2 separate regions of the Zea mays genome follow, and region 2 is linked to region 1. A link is a contact called in public Hi-C data. All regions are on one chromosome and are shown on one strand. Each heading gives the region's core, a stretch centred on a gene start, on an enhancer-like site or on the middle of the called end of the contact. The rest is flanking DNA. Distances are from core to core; before and after follow the strand shown.

Region 1 (4,629 bases), core at 1,414-3,913:
AAAACTGGGACAAATGAGATTATCTTATAAATAATAGTTCAAAAATAAGTTTGGATTTGATGTGTTAGGGGGTCATCTCTCTTCCTCAAAGATTCTCATAAAGAGCATCACTGCTACCCTTTACGTACAACTTCTGTGATGTTATGTATCTACTCAACAACCTAGGATTTGAAGAGTCAAACTTTTCTAAGAAATTATTTGCAACAAAAAGAAACGAAGCCAGTGTACTGTGAAAAATAGAAAGGTTGGTACCGGTGCTGCTAGGAAGCTGAATCACATGACAATATCAATCACAAAGCTAGAAAATAGTTATCATGTTCATATCCGTAGGCCACAGGTAATATTCATATGGACTAAGGAAGACCATTCCCATAGTGAAAATACAGGGCTGAAGGTGAAGGAGCTTTAGTTTCAGACTACCAAATGAAAAATTGAACTTTTCGATCCTGCCAGCTTAGTAATCAGAGCAGAGATAAAGACTTAGTGGTCAATCACACCTAAAACTGTAATGTTAGCTATTGTGACATAAAACCAAAAAAATACACTCAATCCGGCTATTGACAGTGCCCCAACTTGAGCATTACCACCACACTAACCATGACTAATCCAAACGAACAATCATCACCACAGACAGGCAGAGGCAAATGGAGGAGAAAAACGCACCTAGCATCTGCCTGTAGGAGGCCTGCCACCAGTCTTTGGGCGGGGCGCCTACGGGGGTGGACGATATTCCTAATCACTCAGCTTATTTTTATGCCTAACCTTAGATGCTGAAATTGAGCGCCTCACTTTGAGGCACACACAGTTTTATTATGCACTATTGCAAATATATTAGAAAAACCCAAAGTGATACTCCCTCTATTTTTATTTATTTGGCGTTCCCACCACGAAATGTTATCTTGCTCTAGTGCAACTGTCTTGTATGAAACATGATTTAAAACACTTAGTCATTGATACATATAAAAATGCACTCTTGAATTATAGGCTAATAATAATAGGCATTACCAAGGGTACTGCGACCATGAAATTGCCACTTCCAATTCAGCGCCATTTTCTCCAACAAGTCGTTCCGTGTGCTGGCCGTTGGTCGCAGGATTGAACTCAAGGACCCCTCCAACAATTTCATCGCCGGAACAGCGATGCAGGTCAAGCTCAATCGTCAGCGGCATGTGCAGCGGCACGGCGAGCGCTTCCCTCGCCAACTGAATCAGCCCCCCCGGTCGCACGTTCACTCCATTGTCACCCTCTTTGTAGAAGAGCACGCAGCCGACGTCGAACAGCTTGCTGCGAGCAACGATCCTCCCAAGAATGGTGGTGGCGTCTTCTTCTCCAGCTTTGGACACCGGCGGGCGAGCAAGTTTGACGGCGACCCGGCCTTGGACGCCGTTGCTCAGGACGGCATAGATCACTTCAGCGGGGCCATAGCCCGTTTGGACAGTCTCGACTATGGCCCTGTTGTAGTTGGAGAAGTCGTCGCCGATGCAGTCGCAGAGTATCCTCCCGATGTCCTCGTCGTCCTCGGTGGCTTCTCCGGCTTGCGGGCTGCCATCATGGAGGTAGAGGAAGAAAGCAATTGGACTGTATGCCGAGGTGGCCAATGATGGCCCAGTTAGCACGAGGTTACCCTGTTTCGGTACAAGAATGCATGAAGAAAGTGGATCACTTGCTGTCCTGCCTGCTCATAGACGACGGATGTTGTGATACATTTAACACAACGTCTCGTACGATTTAATTAAACAGACCTAACAATGAAGAAAGCGAGAACCTTCTTTTCAGACTCAAGGTGATGGATGAAAGGGGGCAAGGCCATGTAATGATGTAAATCAGTTCTAGCTATTGTAAACAAAACATTTCCAACCATAGCATAGATCTTTCTTAAAGAAGTTATAAGGATGATTAATGGAACCCAAGATTGAAGCTAGAAAAAAAAGGAACTAGAGTACAAAGAATGATTTATTAGAGACAAAAATCTAAATTTCTTCTAGTAGATCTTCATGCAACTGATTTTTGTGGGTTGTACCGCCGTTTCAGGTATCATCGGCAATCACCATGGTGCCGATAACTACAATAGCTCGATTATTGACAGGAACCACTTGATTTTCCGATAAATTATAGCCAAAAAATAAAAATAAAAGCAACAAACAGAAATCGAATACCTACCCCGTTACCCATACCATAGTCCCTACTCCCTAAGCACTATGCTACCTCGTTGTTTCCTCTGCTATTCCACCTACTTAAGAAACAGAGTACTCTGTTCTTTTAAAAACAGAAGTTTCATGGTTTTTATTTCTATTCATTGATTGACCGTTTGCTGAAATCATTAAAAAATCGAAACCTATGCTATTGTTGGTGCTTGCGACATAGTAGTGCTTACAGTAGAGCTATTAAGATGGTACTAAGAAGGAGAGATTAAAGGGAACTGCACCTGGCTGTCGCAGATTTGCTTCGAGGTGTCTTCTTCCTCTTCCAGTGGACTCCAGCTGTAAATGAAATCGCTGCAGCAGTGGCCGCCGTAGAAAACGATGCTGCCACGGGGCGGCAGGTTTCCTCCGACGGTGGCGGGGATGCGCACGGCGAACACCTCCGCCATGTCGCGGCCATGTTTGGGCAGCTCAGCGTACGCCAGCAGTTGCTCGTCGGTTGGGGCGTCGCTGTAGCCGGTGGCGGCCGCCATGTCGCCAAGGAAGAGAACGCGATTGGGGACTGGGAAGTGGGAAGAGAAGACAGGGATGGATTGGATGCGTGGTGGTCTTATCTGCACAAAACTCCAAATACCACCCGTGCTTCCCTCAACTTTCCTGTGCCTTGGAGGACTGGCTGACGAAGGCTTTGGCGATGGCGTTTAGGGTTTAGGATCTACGGAGGGGAAGCCGCGCCGGCGAGCCAGCCAACCGCCGGATTGCCCTTTTGCCAGACGCTGTGTCGCTCCTCCCTCCCTGGCTTCCCTTCAGTAGAGGCGTCGCTCGGGCCGCCGTCGCCGGATGCCCAGATCCCGCAGTGGGCTGGCCAACGCGCTGGCCAACGCGCGCCGCAAATTTGCCCCCTACCCAATCGGCGAACAGCCCCCTCTCATCCGAGAGTCCGCTAGCGTGTGCTGGAAGGCCTTGTTGTGGCCCACCCCAATTTATTTACTATATATGAAAGACGGTACAAAACGTGCCCTGATAGTCTATCCACATCGTTCTATATTTTCTCAGGCATCTGATCCCAATCCGACGGATGACGGATACAAGCGTTTGATAGCGGCGAATCAGTAGCTCTCGCCACAACATGGTCTGGAACCTTCTCCAGAGCATACCCGAAGGGCCGCGTCCATGGTTGCCCAACCCATCGTCTCCCTGGCTTGCTCGCTCTCGTTTGTTTGGTCCTAGCCACCGCGACGATGTTCTCCCCACCTAACGGAGCACTAAGACTGCCATTCTCCTCAGCAGCAGTCGGGATTACCAGGGCCATCGCGCCGCCACGCCAAGTAGTAGTAGTAGATCGGCCCTGCCATGGCCGGAGTGGGGGCATGTACCACGGAACCGAGGCAGCCCAATGCACTGTCCTCAGTAATGTGATCCACGGCTTCAAGGTTACATCACGTAACCGCTGATGGATGTGTTGGAATAGGGTTCGATCTCTCTTTTCTCCCTTTGCTTATTAGGAAAACAGAAGGGAAAAATGGTGAGGATTCTAACCACACACTTTGCAAAAGGTTATTTGATAGCGTGTGTAATTACTGCTCTCTTTGCATCTCCAATCAAGTATTCATGTGAGTAGCCAATTTCATATAGGTTCTTCAACTACTCAAATACTTCTGAAAGTGAGAACAAATAAAAATTCCTGAGTGTATTAATAAGCTATAACGAAGAGTGTCTCAAACGAATGTAATAATATGCTACAATAAAAAATGTCTTAGACGTTGTTTCACTTCTAAAATACTTCTCTCTGCTCCTTTTGCCGGCGTAATAAGGTGTGTTGGAGCAGCATAATTCGTTGTAGTATTCCAGCCCTAAATATTCTACCCTACATGTTGTTTCAGTTCTAAAATTCTTCTCTCTGTTTCTTTTGCAGACAAAATAAGGTTTGTTGAAGCAGCATAACTCATTGTAATATTCCAGGACTAATTATTCTGACATGCCTTTGTTTCATAACTTTTTAAAGATATAATGCTTGTATGTGTTCATATAAAAACAGATCGAACAAGACCACCAAGGGGAACAAACGAAAGAATAAGATTGTAGATAAACATTGGCCTCTGTTTTAGGACACCAAGGTAAGACATTGGATGTCAACATTTCTTTTTTTCTTCTTGTTAGAAAAGTAGTTGTTTATGTTAGCTTATGGCCCATATAACTCTAGAAAAATGAGAGATAAAAAAATGTTTGCAATAAGGTAGATCTATAATTTGGCGCCCATAAATGATGCAGTGTTGCCAAATTTCTAGCCAATAACTATTTGCTTCATATGATTTTCAGTAAAGAGCTGCTAATCTATGGTAGATATCTCAATTGAAATCAAAACAAAAGTTTATCTGCTGCATTGCTGGCGCTCTAATCAACAAAAATGTTTCTGTGTTGTATTCCTCACGCTAGACTATTTTAAGTTAATGAGAAGGATCATGTTGCACACATCTTCAGCCATATT
Region 2 (4,571 bases), core at 1,289-3,788, 690 kb before region 1:
GCATTGTTTCATAGTCCATCAAATATTTTCGGAGGAGTATTCTTCCCTCTCCACAATTTTCTTGCTAATGTAATATGGTGTATGATGTAATGCTATACGAAATGATGCGATGGTATGATGCAGCATGATGTTTATGCCGGAGACACACACTCACACGAAAACACACCCAGACTCTGCATTCCCTTAGGAACGACTTTGGAGTCTCTTCACCTTTTACTTAGGTGGTATTTCAGCTCTGCATCCCCTTAGGAACGACTTTGGAGCTAAGCTCTGCATCCCCTAGGAACAACTTTGGAGCTTCTTCACCTCTGATTTAGGTGGTATTTAAGCTCTGCATCCTCTTAGGAACGACTTTGGAGCTTCTTCACCTTTTATTTAGGTGGCATTTTGGCTCTGCATTCCCTTAGGAACGACTTTTGAGCTTTGGAACTTACTCTGCGCTCCCTTGGGAACAACTTTGTAGCTTTGGAACTTACTCTGTGCTCTCTTGGGAACAATTTTGTAGCTTCAGAACATACTCTGCGCTCCCTTAGGAACGACTTTGTAGCTTCGGAACCTGATTTTGTCACACTCGATGGTGTAACCACATTATTATTACATCAAGTCGGAAGATTAATCCTTCCTGTATTGTTTTTATTGCAAGAAAATATAAAGGCAGGAAGAGTTAAGATACATTAGATCAGGATATTCTTTAACCGAACGAATGTAGGCCTTTTAGTAAATATGCTTCGATTCAGGCATAGTGTTGTTGACTGTGCGAGCTTCGGACTCCTCCCGAAGGTCACGCTGTTGCTGAACATGATTGCGCCCTTCTGGCTACTGATTACGGATCAGCGGTGGTTGTAACACCCTTAATTTGGGGTATAAAATTTCCTTTCTAATATCCACCAAATTCAGATGTTACCCTCTTTCTTCCCTTCTTTTCTACTCTTTTTTTTCTAAATAGTGGGGAGTTATTTTGTTATATATATAGGTGTGAGCCTAGTAAAATAAAATCCTAGAGGAGTCTGGAATGTTGCATCACATGCAGGAGCACATATTTTGATTGATAAACTTATTTGGTGTGCATTTATTTAACTTGTGGGCGATGGCCGATGTGTCTTCCGCCGCGGGCGGTGGCCGTCCGCCGTGGCTGGCCGTCGGGGGGTAGGAGGCGAGTCCTTGGCGGTCGGATCCTAGACAGATGTAAAGCCCAAAAATTTGTATCAGGGAAAAATAATAAATAAATAATTAAATAATTAAATATTTTTCAATTGATTTATTAAGTAAGGATTATTCTCCTCATGAATTATATAAATGAAAACCACTTAAAAATAATAGGTTAAAATATATCTTGATAGATATTTCACGTAACTTTCTCAAATAAAATACGCAATGGATAGCCATAATTGAATTAGCTTTCAAGGATATCACGCGGTCATAACAACATTTCTTTTTGTAAATGATGTGTGGGTACTTCGTATATGCAACACAACCTAAATAAATTGATAGATTAAATAATTATATAACTATATTTTCATCATGTTGGGTTTCATGTGTTGTTGCATTTATAACTGAATTTGTGACACAGATTGGAATTTGAACTATGAATTTAAGCTTGAATTTGAAATAAGAAATCAGAAATAGAAAAGAAAAAGGGGGGAACCTGGCTGGGCCGACAACATTGCATTCAGCCCATCCGCACTTTCCTTCTTGCGGCCCATGAACCACCTCCCGCGTGCTTACCAGGGGGTCCCTGCCGTCACCTTCTCCTCTAGGCGCACGCACCTATCTGGGTCGCCTACGTGTGGAACCCATTTGTCAAGACTCCCCTCTACTTCGTAATAGATGTAGCGAGTTCGCCGCTGGGACTTTGGGGCCAATCCCACAATCCGCGCTTGGACTCCATCCATGGTTGGGTGTAAAATGGTGCCCCGCCTCGCCCTCGTCGTGATCTATGCACCGAACCATCAGGCGTTATGCAGGGAGCGTGGTGCCGAGCAAAGAAAATGGAGAGGGGAGAGAGAAGAGGATGCTGCATCGCTGCGCCGGTTCTGCGACGCGATGCTAGAACGCCTCGTGGTCGGGGTGGCCGACACGGAGAAGTACGATGGGGATGGGGGCCACCAGCACAATGGGGGTCACAAAGGACCAGTTCGGATGCAGGATCCTCTCTGCGGCCGAGTATCTTGTGATTGTGCGAGCTCTGAAACTTAGGTAAGAACTCTTGATTGCTTCCCTGTTTCCTTCACGTAGCTAGTTGTATTTGGTTTGGCTGTGGGAGCACCTGAAGTACCGAGCTTGTGCTCTGGTAATGGCGGCTACGTACTTGGGGGGGTCTCCCTCGCTAGCGTGTTCGACGGACAAGAGGTTGAAGAAGAATCGATGGCTGTTGGATTTCGCATCGGTGGATGAGGCTAGACCTTTAAGCTTATCCCTTGCGGCCTTGTATCTTGGCCTTCGATCGGTATTCAGCCGTCGTGATCGCGTCGCTCATAACCCTTCGGGCGGGGAAATCTAAACCGTGGATTGCCTAATGGGTGACCCAGATCGTATACCGATTCGGGCGAGACTCAATCTAATCCGGGCCACTAGTTTTGGATCGGACGACTGTCATGTGAAGATACCCCTTCGCGGCAACAACTTTTCAAAAGAGTCCCTGTGGGTTTATAAAATAAATCCGCCATCCATAACCGTGGTAAAACCATTGCACTTAAGTCCGAATTCTTCCGAAATAGACCCTAAACCTATATAAAATTGTGGCCGCAGTCCATTGGTCTTGGTTTATTCATACGAAATAATTTAATAATGATTTTCTATATAGAAATAATTCTAGAATCTTGTTTAATTCATATTTAATCCATGTTAACTCCGATTTGATCCGTTCAAGTTGCGTTAGCTTCTTAATAAAATTGTCTACATTATTTGTACCATAAAACATACTTTTATAAATAGATATTTGTTTAGCCTATGAGCAGTAGATTAAACCTTTTAACCAAAGTTAAACGGATTCATGATAGTAATTTAACTAAAATATGAGTTTTAATCAAGTTATAATCTAGATTAAAGTTGAGTTAATTATTTATAGAATATTCTCTCATATGGTGTATACCTATCAATTTATAATATATTTTAATATTTAAATCACATATATCTTCATAAAATCATAACTTTTTAAAAGTAATTCTGAATTCAGTGGTTCTCGAAACTAGGTTTTCACTACAATGCGTAGAATATTATTATGCAGTTTGCTCTCATGTTTGGTGTGATGTTAATTTTGCCTATACTATGCTTCTTTGTATTTCTACGAATAGAGTTAGGTCATGAGAATCTGAAGATCATCCTAGTACTTGGAATCTCGAGTCTCAGGCAAGTTGTGCCCTTGATCACTCCTTTTTACCCAATAATGTTTATATTAATCATTATGATCTGCACAGGTTAATTTGATGGGACCTAATAGGATTCCCTAGCATTGTTTATTCCTCACCTTGCAAGCACATGAATTATTGGGTAGTTTTGCTATTGCTCTACTTGGTTTTGGGAAACTTTCACTATGATCATGTTCCAATTATGTTGTTGTTTAATTATTGTTCCTAATAAGATCATATTGTTAATTGGAACATGGAGAACCACCCGGGAAAACAGTGCTACCACAAGGGTGGTATGGGACGCCCTTGGCTGACTAATTAGGAATGCTAGTGGAGGACTACCTTACCCGAAAGGGGCAAGGGCAGTAGGGGAGTGGTCAGTGTAGGGAGGTCCTTGGGTTGGTTTTGCTGCGATGGCGGTCAAGCGAGGGATCCCTGCATTGGAGCTTCCTAGAAACTGCAGCGGGTTTTCTGAAGCCAGTGGATCTTTGTAAAGGCCTCGTAGTGTCACCCTGCTTCACCTCCTCGGTAGAGGTGTATGGGATTCATGACCCCTTAGAAGATGGGTAACACGACTTGTGGGTAAAGATGTGCAACCTCTGCAGAGTGTAAAACTGGTATATCAGTCATGCTCACGGTCATGAGCAGCTTGGACACTCATATGATTAATTTATGGAACTAAACTTAATTTGTCATATGCATTGCATCGCGGGTGTTGATACCAATTTTGATTTATTACTTATTTGGGTTGGTATCTACTTACACTTAGTAACTGCTAATAAAATTTTGACCAACTTTAAAAGCAATGCTCATCTTTAACCATCCTCTTGGGTAAGCCTTACACTTCACATGAGCTCCCACCTTTGGTGAGTTCATGCACATTATTCCCCACAACTTGTTGAGCGATGAACGTATGTGAGCTCACCCTTGCTGTCTCACACCCTCCACAGGCCAAGAACATGTACCGCAGGATGAGGCGCATGGAGGATGTTGTGATGAGTTCGTGAGAGGTCTAGGCCGTCGTCTCCCAGTCAACTTTGGGTTGCTGGATCGTTGTCTCCATATGATGTAATTATTTATTTATTTTGTACAGAACTCCTATTATATAGTAAAGATGTGACATTTGTTTCTGTACCATGAGTCATCATTTGTGTAAGACTTGGTCCTAGCACACTTGGTGATTATCTCGCGCCCGAGTCTTGGTAGCCTTGAAACCCGGGTGTG

Evidence for each region. A called contact is a pair of places that touch in the nucleus more often than the background predicts.
Region 2: a Hi-C map of tassel shows a contact between it and region 1, with 4 times the contacts expected there. The contact joins the enhancer-like site here to the promoter of LOC103646909 in region 1. A contact is called at or near these places in 3 of 25 Hi-C or Micro-C datasets (bundle sheath, ear and tassel).

The regions. Positions count from the first base shown.
Region 1 is chr2:120,679,030-120,683,658 of Zm-B73-REFERENCE-NAM-5.0, reverse strand. It overlaps LOC103646909, which reads right to left and starts at 2,663. Exons shown (of 3, transcript NM_001368640.1): 1 at 2,426-2,663; 2 at 1,006-1,625. The coding sequence starts at 2,590.
Region 2 is chr2:121,373,803-121,378,373 of Zm-B73-REFERENCE-NAM-5.0, reverse strand. No RefSeq gene overlaps it. Among protein-coding and RNA genes, the nearest start is that of LOC109944271, 28 kb to the right of the region's middle. Within about 2 kb of position 2,538, at least 17 of the 20 cell types and tissues checked have an H3K27ac peak or open chromatin away from gene starts, as enhancers often do. A contact at or near this core is called in bundle sheath, ear and tassel, where this site is marked.